Linked DNA regions of Siniperca chuatsi: region 2 is linked to region 1. Evidence: chromatin contacts called from public Hi-C data. All regions are on one chromosome and are shown on one strand. The core of a region is the stretch at or near the end of the contact, and the rest is flanking DNA. Distances in the headings are between cores, read along the strand shown.

What was found. A called contact is a pair of places that touch in the nucleus more often than the background predicts.
Region 2: a Hi-C map of skeletal muscle shows a contact between it and region 1, with 5 times the contacts expected there. The contact joins the promoter of LOC122867593 here to the promoter of LOC122867597 in region 1. A contact is called at or near these places in 3 of 3 Hi-C or Micro-C datasets (liver, skeletal muscle and an unstated tissue).

What each region holds. Positions count from the first base shown.
Region 1 is chrLG20:4,934,724-4,940,557 of ASM2008510v1, reverse strand. It overlaps LOC122867597 (thyroid hormone receptor alpha-B), which reads right to left and starts at 3,577. Exons shown (of 10, transcript XM_044178578.1): 1 at 3,132-3,577.
Region 2 is chrLG20:5,080,908-5,086,741 of ASM2008510v1, reverse strand. It overlaps LOC122867593 (ATP-dependent RNA helicase DHX8), which reads right to left and starts at 2,095. Exons shown (of 23, transcript XM_044178570.1): 1 at 1,907-2,095; 2 at 1,519-1,604; 3 at 1,347-1,419; 4 at 843-934. The coding sequence starts at 2,015.

The sequences.
Region 1 (5,834 bases), core at 2,328-4,827:
AAGAGAATAACAGGCATGTCCTTTTATTGTTGTCTAGGATGCGCATTTATGGATGAAAAGGCAACATCACAAGTCACGTGATGCTAACCTGCTGCTCCCTGTCGAGGACATTCCTTATACTAAGATGCACCATTCGCACGTTTCATTAAAACTGACAAAACAAACGTCCAATCAATTCTATCACCATCATCCTCCAATTAACTTCCAAAATGACAAAAAAGGAGGAAATGGGAGGCAAATCCCTAGGATCACCACGCTCAGTTCAGGAATAGCTCTTGACATATTGGCCTACCCAGCATGCCCTCTGCCTCTCTAGACAGCTCTGACATCATTATACAGCAGATACAGACCAGGACATCAGCTGCACAGCCAAGGTTATATAAGTGAACGCTCTATGTTTATAAGCATTAAGCGCTGCTTCCCCACTGTAGGGATGGAGTAGACGAGGAGAGTGGGGGTGGGGGTGGGGGGGAGCGAGGAGGCCAGGAAGAAAGACAGACAGAAACAGGCTCACAAAAAGAGAGGCCCACTGGGGTGCTTGCTGCGGGGAGAGACTGAAGGTCACTTCTGGCCCCCTAAAGGAGCCCCAGCCAACAGGAAGAGAAGAGAAGAGAAGAGAAGATATAGGTCACATGGGGCTACACCCATCCACCTTCTGTGTGTTCTCTCATGTACAACACTGTTACATCGCTCAGTAGGAGCCAGTATTTCCCATTTGCTTTCCTTCTATGCATGGAAAAACTATTTACAATAAAGGAAAAAGGGAAAAATAAAGTGCCAGTGTTTAAGAAAACATCACCTCTTTGTCTGTTTGTTTCTAATGGAAGACTTATCTGAGTGCCACTGATGACACGTTTTTGCCCTCTTCATAGCCCACACTTGCTCTATTTAAAATTATATCCTTAGAGAAAACATTTATACTTGAATGGTGGATTTGTCCAGGGCTAATAATCAACCCAGGGAGACAACACTGCGATTTAAACTGATGGCTAATGATTAATGAACAGTGGGCATCTGGGGCCATACCAGCTGATCTGACATAAATTAGCTTTGTTTTAGCCCGTTTTGGTATAACATCCTAAGAATCTGCAGGGGTTTAGCACCACATACATTTACATAATAATGACAGGGAAAATATTTATTAATAATGGTGTATGCAATATTCCAGACACGTTTGAACTTCAGTACTTTGAGAGGAATAAATAGGACGATATGCTTATGTAAAAAAGCTTCTTAATGTTCCTCCAAACTTAAAAAAACAACATAGCTTCATCTGTTTGTTTAATTTCTACAAGATGTCACATTGAGAAAAACTGTGAGAAAGATGTTTTCTTCCTGATGACTGTATTCATACTGTAAAATGAGACTACAACCTTTTAAAAGTTTGCAATGACAGCTGAAGTCTAGCAATTTAGACATTTAAGGGACAGAATTATTCAAAATGTTCACTGGTTACCCTGTTGTTAGGAAAAGCCATACACTCTGCCTTTTAAAATAAGCTTCAGTGTGTCAGAGGAAATGCTTCTGTTGCCAGCTTGATGGATTCAACTGCAAGAGCATACAGCTTTTAGGCTGTCACTTTCTATCAGCACAGTGTAAGATAGTACTGTGAAAATGAATGCCACTGAGAATGGAGACCCTGAAAAGGCTCTGAGCAGAGTGGTTACATTGAGTGATTTAATTATTACAGCGCTGTAATGTGGTGATGAAGGCCTTCACACACAAACAGCTGAAAACACACTAAAGAAACTGTCACCATTATATTCATGATCTGCTGTGCTCAGTCATGCACTGAGATTATTTTCACTGGGGATTTTCACATGGTCTAAGTGAATGATTAAGTTTCAGCAGTCAGTCAGGGATACGGGACATCAGGCTGTGTTATTAAAGTGTTTCTTGGCAACATTAAGCATTTTAGCTTTTATATAATCAGTGCATTCATGTCAAGGTAACTTCCTGAGCAATTTTGTCTTTCAACAAAAAGTACACCCTTTTGTATTGAGTTGTACTGTATTTTGTGAGCATGTTTATCTAAAGCACACACATTTTTTTGTACAACTGAGTCACAGAGTCTGTGGTAATTTAATACCCGACCCTGACAGTTTTAATGCAATGCACATTGTGCCTCACTAGAACAGTCTGTTCCGATACTGGCGATTTTTGATACGTATTAACTGACAAGATCAGACAGTGATCATCTGGACTGCACTGGACATTTGTTGTAATACAGTCAGTTATGTAACCATGAAGCAAAAAAAAAAACTGACTCTCTAAATGTGAGCATGAGTCTGTGAGCATCACAGGGACCATTATACACAATAATAAACTATATTTACACAGATGCATGAATTATATGAATGTTAATAACCCAGTGTTCATACACTTAATTTGGTTAAGAAAGATTTATTCCAAGTTGAGTAAATGCAAGTTGACTTAGGGTGGGTTTCCCTTTCTTTACAGCCTTACCTTAGTTATAGCACTTCACTTGGATCAATAGTACTATTATGCACTTGAATATTGCTAATGCTATTGAAATAAGAATGTCAGTATGCATTAAAAACTCCCTTCTACAGCTCCTCGAGGAGGAGAAAAGAGGAAAACCAAATTAGTGTCATATGACTGAATTGAAAGGCTCCCTACAGAAGTATTACGGGTGTATTATATCTAGTGATCTTTACTGATCAGTCTATCTGCCTGTGTGTGTGTGTGTGTGTGTGTGTGTGTGTGTGTGTGTGTGTGTGTGTGTGTGTGTGTGTGCATGCGTGATTGGACCATGCGCGCGCCAGAGTGCAGGAGGCATTTATCCAAGTTCGGGCCTGTGTGCAGCACATAGTATCCTACAAGCATGATGCACTAAAAAAAAGGCACCATTACCGCTTTGCAGTTAATATCCGGCAGTGTTACCGTTTAATTGACAACAACTACTAACCAGAGGGCAACGTCAACAATAGTGGCGGAATGGCCACAGACCAACAAGGTTAGACTCTGCCTGTACAGTACACCGTGTGTACCTTGGCTGCTGATCTGATCTGTCAAACCAGCCCAGGCCACAGAAGCTAGCACCGCCAAACAACTGCATGCACAGCACGCTGTGACCGTCGGGCGGGTTCAAGCCTGATAACGACACTTACCGTCGGTTACCCCCCACGCGGTCTGGGCACCAGTTTCGGTTGGCTATTATGGCTTTAGGCGGAACTGAAGCGGGAGAAAGTCAGCGGGGCTCCTCCGGTTTCTGCACAAGTGTAGCGGCGGCGCTGAGTGGCTACACGTCCCCTCACTCCGAGCCCAGTCCTCCGCCAAGCTGCTGCGCCTCGGAGCCTACTGTCAGATTATCGCCCTCCTCTCACTGCTCCCCGGCCGCCTTCCTGCAAAGCTTTTGCGTGGAAAGGAGTAGTTTCTTCCACCTTTTTGCTGCCTTCCAGTAGCGTTTGGACGGGCTTCAGCGACAGGAGGAAAAGAACCAAAAAAGAAATACCAACGTTAACTTACACGCTCGCTCCTCCCTCCGCTTTTACTGTACAGTAAGGGGAGCGCTCGGCTGTGTCACCACTTATCAAAACTATCTACCGCTCTCTACAGGACCACCACTGTAAAGCACAAACTGTACACACAAACACATGTTGCTACGTTGAGATGTGAAATGCGGAACATCCCCCGCCGCCTCGAGTCGTCTCTGCTTTCCTTATTTATTGACTTCATCATCACTGCGCTGAAGCACCCTCCTTCCTCCTCCTCCTCCTCCTCCCTTTGGGAAGGTGAGATTAGTCCACCTTGTATAAACTAGATAAGAAATTTCAGCTTTGGTGAAGGGACACGACTGGGGTATTAAATGCTGCAATGAGAAACACTGTCCTCCAAGAATTATTAATCATCAGCTATCTATGTCACTGAAAGAGACGTTTGTCAGAGAAATATGAAAATACAATTAATGCAACAACAATGTAATCACTCCTTAGATTTCTCATGATTGGATTCAGTGTGGTCAAGCCCTTCTTTGAAGGGTAATAATATTGATTAGCGCTGAAATAATAAGCTAATTAATCGATTAGTCACTTAGTCAGGGAAATTAACAACAGTTTTGATTATCATTAATCATGAAAGTCATTTATCAAGCAAAAATACTAAACATTTCCTGCTTCCAGCGTCTCAAATGTGAGGATTTTCTGCGTATCTGTTTTTAATCACTGTAAATTGCATATTTTCAAGGACAAAACAAGTTATTTGAATTATTTTCCTACTTATTGAAATTGCTTGTTTTATGTGACCATCAGGCCAAAACTCAAAGATATTAAGTTTACTATCATATAAGATAAAGAAAAGCGTCAAATACTCACATCTGAGAAGATGGGATCAGCAAATGTTTTGCATTTTTGCTTGAAAAATAACAAAGATAAATCAGTTATCAAAACAGTTGACTAATCGATAAATCAACTAATCGTTTCAGCCCTATTGATATGATATTAACATTGATTAGTGCTGAAATAAATAGCCAATTTATTGGCTTATGGTTGGTCTATTGGCTACCTGCAAGCTTAGATTGACATTTAGTGGAAAAGTGCTAAAAACAGCTATGCTAGAAAAAAAAAATTAATAACTTGCAATCCGGTAAAGCAGACAAAGATTTCTATTCTCCTTCAACAGTGCAGTCACACTAAGCTATTGTGGACAGGAAACTAGTCTACAACCACGCTAGTGGCTCTATGACTCTGCACTAAGGCACAACATTGCTTGGAGCTAAATGCTAACCTCAGCATGTTAACACGTTCAAACTGACAATGTTAACAGGTATAATGTTTATCATGGTCACCAGCTTAGTTTAACATGTTATCATGCTAACATTTCATCCAGACCGGACCTTAGCCAGGAGCAGCCTTAAGTCCAAGCTGGGCCAGCATGGCTCCTATCCCGGCTCTCTTTCCTCTCCTCCTGGCCGATCACAGCAGCCGCCGTGGTGCCTGCCTGGTCCGACTGATCTGGGTCAAGGTCCGCTGCTCTTTAATCCAAACCTCCGATGACCACGATGATGTATTACTGTCATAGGTAATACGCGTTTCAGCAATAAAGCCTAAAAAATGAAGAAAAAAAACCCGATGAAAAACAAGAATGTAGCTAGCGGAGTCTGAAAGAGCTACAGGTCGAAGCATCTGTACACGCAGCCATCGCCATGGTCAAGATCTCCTGTTCCAGTCGATTTGAACTATTTGGGCTTAGCTATTTAAAACAAATCCAATCAGACATCATTCAATGATGTTTCAGCATTAAAGACGTAAAAACGTAGCAAAATTTCAAGGAGCTACTGGCCACTGCATCTACATGCACAGCTGTTGCAGATTGGGCTGTAAAGGAACTGGAGGATGTTGCCATGGAAAGGACATCTGGCCTTGAGAATGGATGGACACGTGAATGAGTGCGAGGATGGACAGATGGCTAACAGCCCTTCTATATGAATCTATTCCCACCACAGGCTCTAAAAAATATGGATGTAGCATCTGGAACGTTAGAAGTTTTTATTTGGGTTTACCATTCACCGCCATTACTAAAGCCACAAAATTCCAATTTGGTCAAAGGGGAATACTGGCACAGTCAAATCTGTCCCCAGTGTTTTCTGCAGTGTCATAGTACTGTGATTTCTTGATTTGGTATTGGTTGTTATTTTCTTTTGGCTGCCTGCAAGCTTAGATTTCCACCAAATGTATTGTGTCAAAGTGCTAAAACAGCTATGATAGGAAAAAATAATTAATAACTTGCAATCCGGTAAAGCAGACAAAGATTTCTATTCTCCTTTTTTTTTTTTTAAATTAGCCTTGTGTCATTGTGGATGTGTGTTTAATTGA
Region 2 (5,834 bases), core at 846-3,345, 150 kb before region 1:
AAAAAACAATATTTGTTTTCACATAATTAAAAAGGTGAGGTATGCGATTCTAATCCAATACACTTTTTTTCCCCTCCTCCAAATCAGTAAATATTAACATTAATATCTCCTCACGGTCCGCTAGCTGTCCGTTCTGTGTATGCGTGAAAAAAAAAAAAAAAAAAAAAAAAAAATCTGGTGTGTGTACACAGCCCTGGCTCTGTAAATTGGAAAGGAAAAAAAATGGCTCGGACCAAGCCACACAACACTATTACAGCCATGATTTGTATGTCAGGTAACATATGCTGCTGTTGTGATGTTAGCTATAGCAGCAGGAGAGTTATGAATATCGCTGTCTGGAACTGGTTCACTGGCTCTGGGAAACGTCTCCTCCTCTCTGCATGTTAGCTTTACAGCAGCAACTGTAGCGACAGTTTGCTAACCCACAACCTAGCTAACATTAGTTACATTACTTGCTGTGTCGTTGTTCGTTCTAAATCATGGTATTTGTCATAATATTGGATTTCTCCAGAATCGCATACCCCACCTTTAAGGCACACAGTGCAAGGCATAATCAAGAGCTCAGTGGTGGTAAATCAGCAAACTTTTTGTGTCCAAAGGCAGGCATCCCACCTGGCTTGTGAGGAATCATAGATTTTCAATGGGTTTGTTTCAAGCTGGCATCAATCATGGACAATCACATCATGTCCTCTCATCCCATTTAATCACAGTGTTCTCCTCGTAAGGATGTATTGACAGATTGATTATGAAGAGGAGAGTCAAGACCAGCTTCTCCTATGACAAAACTATGCTTGTGCAGTCAAACAGATACCACCTACAAATAATGTGTTAAAGCCATGTACCTTTGGTGCTGGATCATTTGGTCTACACAGTGCAGGAAATAACTCCTTCAGCTTCTCCTTTTCTGTCTTCGGCTTGACCAAAGCCTCAGAGGCTGAAAATCAACGGTTATTCATTAATTGTAGTGTTGATTATTCCCAAAGTAGAATGATGAGGACACACCATATGTCATTGTACAAGAGGACCACAGAGAAGTAGCAGTTAAACAGTGCAAATATAGAAAACATACAAGTAAATATGCTATTACACAGCATTTTGGGGGAAAATGTCTCTATGGGTAAAATATGCATTTTGGCTCTGAATGGAGATCAACCTAAGCAGTACCCAATACTATTTTTAATCGTCACAATGCCAAAATAAAATGTTCCCCTATATAGCATAGAAACTATTACCTATATTGAAAAAAAAAATTATATACACACACACACACACACACTAATGTACAGTTGATATGTTTAACTAAAGTAAATTAATGCTTTGACAGCTCAAAAGTTACATCAACTAACCTTTACTCGTAGATGCTTCGGATGGAGGTCGCATAGTCTGAATGAGCCTGAGCAAATTACCGATGAGAGAATCCTACAATGAACACAACAACACTGATTTGTTACCAAGTACTGTTAACGTTAGCTTACATCACTTTATGACTGTTAATGCAGCGTTTAGCGTTGAACTTACTGTGAATTCGGCTCCATTTTGGAGCAAAAGAGCTTTGAATCCGTCAAAGGTCGGCTGTTTTTCAGCAAGGTCGATGACAAATTCAGCTGCGAAGCAATGAAACAACAAATTATCAGTGGACAGGACATTAGGAGTAAAGTTAGCTAGCTAACGCTAAGTCGCAGTTTATGCAGCGTTGAAAAAACACGAAACATCGATTCTAGCAATGTTTGATGTTATTACAAGCCCACGTATCTAGTTAACGGGGGACAACAGTCCGGAAAATACTTGATCTGTTTGAAAAACATGCAGTTTACGGTGTTAACAGATAAAACTGTAGTTAGCTAGCTAACTACAGCTAGTTAGCTAGGATTTTTCGTCCGGGTGTTCTCGGCCACAAAATACACACCTAAATCTTTGTCACTTATTCCCAGATGGTTGTCAAGCTCCGTGCAGACCTTGGACACCAAAGACAAATATTCAAGCTGCGATAGCTCGTCAACTCCACCGTTTGCCATTCTCCACGAGTGTTGTTTTGTTCAGGAAAAGTAGACGCCAGCAGACATATTGAATGTGAGCAACTTCCACCTTTATGTCGTACGTGCTTCGCTATTGGTTCACCCCATCGAGGCTCCGGCTCGTCATCATGACGAAACCATGTAGGGGTTGCCAGTCTTGCTCCTACGAGCCGCACGATGGCGCTAAAGTTTCTAACAATAAATTTACAATAACGCCACTTGGGACTCCGCATGTGCGGTTTTTACTGTGAAATATCAATTTGTGTTTTGGCAGCAGGCTGTAACAATCTGTATTTTATAAAAGTGATCAATCAAATCAAAAGCATCTCTGAGGTATATCAGTTAAACACAAAGTGAAATAAAGATATTGCCTATATATGTTTCTCATTATTAGGCTCCTGATCTTTGTTTTATGAATTGTATATGGCTCGTGTAAATGTTTAATGCACATTTTATCAGATTTTGACAAAATATGATTGAGTGCAACATCCTATACAATTGTGTCCAAAAACATGTACAACTTAACTCATGTATTGGTTTATGTTTCATGTTCTGTAGGCCTAGACATCTAGCTATGGCCCTTGGGATGCACAGCAAGAGCTACATTATGTCTAGTGTAGCCTAAATCATTTGTTACAGTGCAATTAATTATTATTATTTATTAACCGATGAGTTTTACATATTTTAGACGTAGAAAAAGCTTGTTGCTCAATCCATTTTGCTCAAATGTGACACAAGTGAACCTCACTATAGGGCCATAAGTATGTGGACATGTGTACTTTTGATCTTGTGCTGATTTGCATGGTTTGGGCTAGTTCCAATTAAGTGAAATCTTAATGCTACAGCATACACTGATATTTTAGACAGCAGTGTGCTTCAAACTTTGTGGCAACTTTTTGGGGAATGCCCCCATGCACAAAACGAGGCCCATAAAGAAATGGTTTTCCCAGCTTGACTGGTCTGCACAAAAAAAAACCCCTGACCTCAACCCCATCCAACACCTTTGGAATGGATTGTCCCCCATTTGTTCCTGACCTAACTAATGCTCTCATGTGAGCAAATCTCTGCAACCAGGTCCCGAAACCTTCCCAGAAGCGTGGAGGCTGCTATGGCACCATACTGTATTAATGCCCATGGTTTTGGAATGAGATGTTAAACAATTACAATTATCATATATAATAATACATAATTTTCAGGAATCCACATACTTTTGGCCATGTAGTGTATACCAAATTCTTACTAGGAGTCACAAGAAACAAAGCGGTGAGCCAAAACAGATTTAAAAATTACACAAGATATATGAACTCTGGCTTCTACTATAAGTTTATAGTAATGAATCACTCCATGCAATCTTGAGCACTTAGCTCAGGCTTCCACTATGACTTTATCTCTATTTTTATCTTAGCCAGTATGCAAAGTGTCACTACATACAGTCATGATTCATGGTTTTGTATTCACTAACAGGTTTTTGACTCATGGAGACTTGGAAGTGTTTTACTGAAAGAGAAGTGTGGACCAGTAAATCAAAACTGCATATTGTATCACTTTGTATGTGCTGTCATTATAATATATTGTATAAGGTGTATGGTGTTTATGTTGGGAGTACATGCTGGAATACAGGACATGGGAGACATCCTTCCTCCCCTCGTCCTTGAATAACCTTCCATATGCCTCGAGGACATCCTCAACTCCTTCACCCCCCACCCGCACACACACACAGCCCTCTGTCTGTTTACATATTTCCCTCTATCAGTGTCTAGTTGGCTCTCTCCTCTCAGACCCCCTACCTCTAATCTTCTTATTAAATTTAATCCTCATTACCCATCCCATAAACATACCACTTATTCAACAGACTACTGCTTAATTCCTGATCAAGAGACATAAGTTCTTGCATGATTTTCATGTTGACACAACCTTTGATATTTAATCATTTTAAGAAGGAGTTAACCTTTGAGATTATGTCTGCATGCTACATGTTACACTAGATGAGCACTGAACCTCTGTAATCTTTGGTCATTATTTTTTGCTTCACTTGTTATTTCTCACATCCCCACTCTAGCTTCTTTAAAAGCATACATTTTACATTTTTATGGCTTTCTATGTTGACTTAGGCAGTAATGGATTCTCACGGAGAAACTTCCATCCCAGGAGGTCGCTTTTCTCAGAAGTCCCACATAATCTTTTCCAAGTCAATGCATTTTTTATTTTGCAAGACTTCACCCCCCTTGTACTGTTAAAAATACAATCTGGAATTGATTTAGCTGCTTTTGGGTACTGTCTTTGTAAAGAAAAATACGTTTTTACTATAAGTCATGAAGTAACTCAAGTGTTAATAAACACCCCACATTTATGTAATCCTTTTGCAGCTAAGATTAATATAAAAGTACTGCCAAAAGTTCAGAGCATATACACTACATGGCCAAAACATTATGTGATTGAGAGACCATGAGCATTACTGTGCTGCTATCACAGCCTCCACTCTTCTGGTTTCAGTCTCTCCACCAGATTTTGGAACCTGGCTGCAGGGATTTGCTCCCATTCAGCCACAAGAGCATCAGTGAGGTCCAACACTGATGTTGGATGATCAGGTCTGGCTCAGAGTCACCGATCCAGTTCATCCCAAAGGTGTTGGATGGGGTTGAGGTTGGGGCTTTGTGTAGCCCAGTCAAGTTCTTCCACACCAAACTGGGGGAAAAAAATTAATGGCAAAATAATAAGTTACCTGTGTGTAACTCTCGTTCTATGTATGTGTGTAGCCCAGTCACTCTGTATCACAAAGTAAATGAAGCAATGTAAACACAGTCACTGTAGGGGATATAATTAAAATTAAAAGTGGTGTAGGCTTCCAAGATAATGTTTATATATTTTCAATGCTGTCCTCACCTGACCACAGCAGTTCTCTCACTCTGCCGTCCTCACCTGACCTGATTTGAGAGGAAGCAGGGAAATGTATGGGCAACATGAAGGGGAGGAGGTGGACTCACACTTATATAAGAGACCTCCAACGTATACAGAACACATGCTACATGTACATAGCTGATCTTTTCAAGAGTTTATACATGATTTCTATGGTGAGTGGTGATGACACAAAAGAGGGAGAGACTGTGAGGATTAGATGGACTGAGAAATAGAGATGAGAAGAGAAAAAAAGAGAGCTACTGTTGGAGCTTAACCAAAGAATCTTACATAGATTCTTTGGAAGGAGAGTGTACGGGGGGGGGGGGGTTTATTAGTAGGCCGTCCTGTCTCCCTTGGGTCCCAATACTTGGATTTGCATTCTTCTGCTCAGCTGTCGTGGTAAACACACATGTTCATGTTTGTGTAAAGTTCTTTTATGTTTACAAGGAATAGAGTACAAACAGAGATGAAAATCAAGAGTTATGCTGCTGGCTGAAATGCATGGACTATGTACAGTACATCATGTGCTTTGTGTACCTGCGGTTGTGTGCATGCGTGTAGTTATGAACATGAGGAAAAAGCCAGGAAAAGCAGGTTGGAAGAAAAAGGGTGTCTGCAAACAGTCTTTGAGATTCGACCATATCCTGCAATTGACAGCGCAGCTGGCTGCAATGTTCTCCTGCTGCTGAGTGGAAAATTCCTACTATGACGGAGCATGAAGTGTGTGTATGTGAGAGAGACTGAGAGGTTTGTGTGTGCATGACACAAACATGAGAGAGAGAGAGAGAGAGAGAGAGAGAGAGAGAGAGAGAGAGAGAGAGAGAGAGAGAGAGAGAGAGAGAGAGAGAGAGAGAGAGGAGGAGGGCGATCTGAGGGGGCTGGGCTATCATCCAAACAGCTAGTGAGGGATTGGTTGGCGGA